Linked DNA regions of Drosophila melanogaster: region 1 is linked to region 2. The links are chromatin contacts, called in public HiChIP or PLAC-seq maps. All regions are on one chromosome and are shown on one strand. The core of a region is the stretch at or near the end of the contact, and the rest is flanking DNA. Distances in the headings are between cores, read along the strand shown.

Region 1 (2,700 bases), core at 3-2,502, 320 kb after region 2:
CACGCACACCCCCGCCGCGATCGCTCCAAAAGTTTAACGGCGCAAAAAGCGAACACGCAAACTAAAAAACGTCAAAAGAATGCAAAAAATAAAGAAGAAAGCAAAAATTGCGAAGAAAACAACAACAAAATGAATGTGGCAGGTAAATGGAAGCAGAGGAGAAGAGGAAAGAACGAAGATGGCGCGAAGCAAGGTGGAGACGAAGGGGAAGCGAAAGCAAAACGCCGAGAAATATCAATGAACTCCATTCTCCACTTGGCAGTCTATCTCGCTCACTCATTGGTTGGGAGCACGTACATAGAGTAACTACTCACAAAAATAAATATAACCACGATTTTACAATAATTAAAATACTATTATTAATTCTACATATGTAAACATACATACATATGTATGTACGTAGATTGTGGGTAAGGGCTAAATGCCACTACCAATCTTTTTCTTCGTGTACCAAAGATATTTGCGCCACTTTTGACATAATTCATTATTTTGTTCTTCACTCGTTTACTCCATTTTGCTTTGAACCTCTGCTTCGTGTTCGTCAAGTTTTCGAAAGGTCCGTCGACTGATCGGCGATTTTCCGAATTTTTTCGACGTCGCAGTCAAATGCTCTCTTTTTTTCCGTTTTAGAGCGCAGTACTAAAACGTTTTTGTTTGTTGTTGGTGTTGGGAAGGGGAAAATAACTTGACTCGCTGTTCTGATTGGAATAAAACGGAAGAGAGCGAGAGAAAGAGAGCTTACTCTCTCTCTTAGCGAGCGCATTTCTTCCAAGTTTGTGCTTGTGTGTGTGTCATTGGAGGAAGCGTATAAAAATGAAATGAGCATGGGAAAAGAATGGAGAAACGCAAAGTGGCGCGAATTAGGCGTTTGGGCTGGGGCAGTTTTGTTTTACCGCCCAAAATCTATGCGAATGGCGGGAAAAAGTGCAATTCGGGCGGGAGAAAGATTAGAAAGTTGGCCCAAACAGCAGGGTAAACCATAAGCTGCATCTCAAGCCTTCTATAGTAAGAAAAGCTGTAATAGTTCACTGAACTCCCGTTACGCATTAGAAACTCAGTGCACTTTTAGACGTGATTAGAAGCTTTCATTTATTTCATAGGATTTTCCAATTTGTTCCCATTGGATAACGGTTTAATTCTAATAGGACACTTTTCCTTATAGGGGGAACACTAAAACACTGTGTGGGGGAGACAATTTGTAGTTGGACACCCCGTCTCTTGCCAATCAGAAAGCAACGGTTAAATCCTACAGCGTGTCAATTTTCTTATAAGAGGATGTTGTATTTGTAGCAAAAAATGCAAAGACACGACGGCAAACGCAGCATTCTCTCCCGCTCTTTCCTTCACTGTTCCACACACACTTGTCACCGCACACGCGTCATAAATTTTATTCCACTCTGAATAACGTATTGCCTTTTATCCACTAAAACCATTGTGCAATTGGTTTTACCTTCTAGTAAGCGGAAAAATGCTTAACATAATATCCCCGGTGTTTTCACTTGTTTTTCTTAAAGGGAATTGAACAACGTTTTTCGAGAGTTTTTCGTCGTCGTCGTCGCCGGCCACGAAAAAACTTCACGAGCAGCGGAGCGGCGGCAGCAAAGTGATCGCTTTGGAACCGAAAAAAAAATTGGTGGAACTGGGTATCAAAAGCAGCGACGTCGACTGCGGCGAGTGTGCATGAGGAACGCGCCAAAACAGGCGGATCCGAAGCGCCAAAAAATGCAACAAACACAGGGGGCAACTTTGTTGTACTCTAGGGGAGGGACGGAGATGGGGCGAGCATCTCCAGCGCAAAGAACAGAGCGTGAGAAAGCGAGACGGGGCGATGAAGCCGCTGGTGGCAAGCTTGGCATTTTATTGAATGGAGTCTGCAATTGGAGTCCCCAGTCCCCAACAGGCTAGTCAGACTACAATTGGAGGTTCGACGTCCAGTCAGCTGGGTGGTCGAAAAACAGCTGACGAGGATGCCAGAAGGGCGGATTTAGTCGGATATATCGTGGTTATATATAAATACCTAAGATTTATTTCTATGTCATATGCCAATTTTAATTCAAATATGACCTTCAGAAAATAAATATTTAAATTTTAATATGAAACTATTTTTTTTAATATATTTTTAAAGCGCTCCAAAATCAATTCAAGGTTAAAATAAATTTATCTTGAAGGGTATTCATAAATCTTTAAAATTTTAATTATTTATTTATTCTTCAGAAGCCTGAAATTACATGGTTTAATATGCTTTTCTAGTAGTTTTTATGAACTGCAGCCAAATAACATATGACAAGATGACTGAGGTCGAACTAGGTGGTAACGCTGCTTTGAAACCAAACAAACCACTGCCACTTTGTTGTTTTCATCGATTAACATTCGAGCATTTTTGGCACCAACTTCGAGCGCTTATAAATCAGGTAAGCTAAATGAAAAACCATGCGTGCCTATAACCAATTGAAAGATCAAAACTCGCAGAATCTGATTTTTCACTAAAATCGAAAATCCCGTTCAATTCGGCCAAATTAGAATCGATTGAACTTGATGATTTCCCGCGCGCGGGAACCCGACGTCGGCGCGCGCTGCTGACAGCGATGACAGCTGCGCGCGCAAAGAGAAGGCGCGGAAGAGAGCGCGAGAGGGGCAGGGGAACAGAGAGAGAAAGAGGCAAAAACGTCGACGTCGCTGCTCACGTTTTTTTTCCATTAC
Region 2 (2,773 bases), core at 64-2,563:
AATGGAACTGCTGGTGCTTAGAGAGTCCCGAGTAGGTGGAGTAGCTCTTTCCGCAATCCTGGCAATGGTATCGCGGCACTCCCACTGGCTTTTGCATGCTCTGTGCTGAGGCTACATTAGCTGCCTGAATCAAAGCCGAAGCTTGATCCGTGCAAAACTCGGTTTGGTCGACTATCGCACCTGATCCTCCAGGCTGGCTTCTAATGATCTTGTACTCGGTGCTTTCGTAGGCGTGCGTTTGTTGATGCTTTACCAATCCTGCATAGGTGGCATAGCACTTGTTGCACTGCTGGCACTGGTAGTACAGATCATTGCTGCTCTTGATCTTCAGCTGGTTGATGTCCTGATTCTCCTGATCCTCTTCCATGTCTATCGGAGGCGGCGCATGTTGCGGAGCCATGTGTTGCATGCTCAGCAAAGCTCTGGCCACATTCTGCAGATTCATGTTTTCGCTCAGCACTCTCCTCTGGGTTACGGATAGGTCCTCCGGTTCGGCCAGTGGAGTCGGGGGTGGATAGAACAACTGGGGTGATGGAATCGGAGGTATCTCCTCTTTGATGTTCTGCATTTTCATACAGTCCTCATACTCGGCTATGCTTTTGAGTAGGTTGTTATTGTAGTTTCGCAGGGGAAATTGTTCCTCATCAGAGGGTTCAGCCTTGATGATGGTTGGGCTAGCATCTCTTGTATATCGAAGAGGCAGATGCTGTTCTGGTTCCGGCTCCGGCTCCATTACTTCCTCCTCAGGTGGCAACTCGAACTCGCCGTAACCCAGGCGAGCAAGACTCTTGGCGATTTCCTCCCGGGTGAAGACATCCGGAAAAGCGCGGGCTATCTCACGGGTTTCCTCCCAAATGCGACGGGCCAACTGCTCCTTGGTCTGATTCATGGCTGCATCGAAGCGGCGCCTCAATTCCGTGGGCACCGGCTGAGGTTCCGGTTCGGATTTAGCCATCCAATGGGGCTCCATAGGCACTGCAGCCGAGGCCACACTCAAGTCCACTGGTCCTTCATCTGTTGAAATCAGCATAAAGTTAAAATATGCCTGTAAATCACTTCCGTAGCCTTAAACCTACCATGACTTAGGTGATCCTCTGGGCTGGACTCCTCCACCATTATCGGACGCTTCTTGAGCGGGCAGCGGCTGTACTTGAGTTTATCCATGGTTGCTATGTTATTATTCCTTATGGTTACTGATCACTGATCTTCGATTTTGTATTTAATACCGATCCTTGAACTTAAATCACTGCTCACTCATTTGCTTTCGCCACACGCGTCTCGATCGCTTGGAGTTCCTTGCTCGAATGATGCAACCCGGCAAGGATCAGTCCGGTTTTATAGACTCCCGATCAACCCCCTGGCAGGATGATCAACCCCCTGGGCAAAAAGGATCTTGGCGTCTACCTACTTCCGATGTCGCCCGGGATTCTGTAAATCCACCCCGAACCACGAGCCAAAAGATCCATTCAGCGATCGAGCCACAGCTGTGCGTTCATTGAACGCAGATACAGCTGCAGATCGGGCAGTCCGGGGGTACCACTGCCATATAGAGAATCGTTGAGAGAGGGAGGGACCTGGAGACGAGAGGAACAAATCTGTGTGTAAAAAGCGAGCACGTGCCACAGGGACTCTCTCCGTTCCACTCGCCGATCGCCACCAGCTGCCTCTCTGGTTCAGCTCGTATTTCCCCTGAATTTCAATGGTATGAGTGAGCGGCAGCTGGTGGCGAGCTTGCTATTGCTATATACCCGATCAAGTTTATTTATAAGCCTCTTTCGGGTCCGCCTCACACGATCGCTTTGTATATAAGCCTAATGGACGTTTGCTCTTCGTGAGCAGGTGAGCATGCTCTTTGGAGCCCCACCAAGAGAAGTTTCGTACCCCACAATTTTCAACTCTCTTCGCTCTTTGGGGCGCTCTTGTTCCAACTGTCAGTCGTCCCACGAACTTAAGAGATAGCTTTCTGTGCTATTCGGAGGATAATTCAGCTGTGTTTTCTTAAGCTTCTTATTATGTTTACTATTCAAATTTTTCTGAGCTGAGCTTAAACGATCACATATTCGGCTGACTTTGCTGATCGGAGAGTGTGAAGATTTTTCAGGGGCTCGACTTAGGAAATTATGCCCAAATATTTAAATACCATAATAATTAAAACGTTCTCAATTAAAATCATTAAGATAGAAGATATTACAATAAAGGTACAGGAAAGTTGTTCTATTTTCTCTTTCAAAGCTTTTCATTTGTTGTATAAAATCGCACGCTGTTACAGAAGAAAAGAAGCACTTAGGATTCCAATTGATCCTTATCGGAGCGATCCTCTCCGGCTGGCAGCTGAGTAGGATCAGCACGTGACATTGGCTCCGCCATTAAATCGAGCCAAGCTACAATGCAATGTACCCACTTAGACGTCCACAAAAATATTAATCACCAGGACAAACAGCGCGCAGATCTAAGGTAAATCAACCTTTCCCAGAGTATTGTTCCGGTTCTCCGCCTCCTCGTGTATCGGTGCACTCGGCAGAAATAACCCCCTAACGGCCATGAAATTTCAATTCCCGATATTAAAGAATCCCGCCATCTGCCAGCGACCTCCAATCCACCCCAAAATGGGCATGTGCCCGGACAGTTACCTGGCTTTATTTTTCCGAACGGAGCTGAGTGCCTTGGAATGCGCCAAAAGAGAGAGGTTCGTGCAAATCTACCTGGCGCAGTGGTCCCACCCCAAAATCCACGGCATCACCAGACAACCTTCGTCGGAATAAAGCCGGTGATG

Evidence for each region. HiChIP or PLAC-seq counts read pairs in DNA pulled down with a chosen protein or histone mark.
Region 1: a contact with region 2 is called in a Psq HiChIP or PLAC-seq map of the Kc167 cell line, with 6 times the contacts expected there. The contact joins the promoter of lncRNA:CR44974 here to the promoter of wor in region 2. A contact is called at or near these places in 2 of 107 Hi-C or Micro-C datasets (the Kc167 cell line and wing imaginal disc) and 2 of 6 datasets of contacts at active chromatin or transcription factors (both in the Kc167 cell line).

The regions. Positions count from the first base shown.
Region 1 is chr2L:15,745,005-15,747,704 of dm6, forward strand. It overlaps lncRNA:CR44974 (long non-coding RNA:CR44974), which reads left to right and starts at 1,253. Exons shown (of 2, transcript NR_124289.1): 1 at 1,253-1,456; 2 at 1,515-1,996. The region is part of intron 1 of CycE (Cyclin E); the gene reads right to left.
Region 2 is chr2L:15,424,267-15,427,039 of dm6, forward strand. It overlaps wor (worniu), which reads right to left and starts at 1,314. Exons shown (of 2, transcript NM_057253.4): 1 at 1,077-1,314; 2 at 1-1,014. The coding sequence starts at 1,164.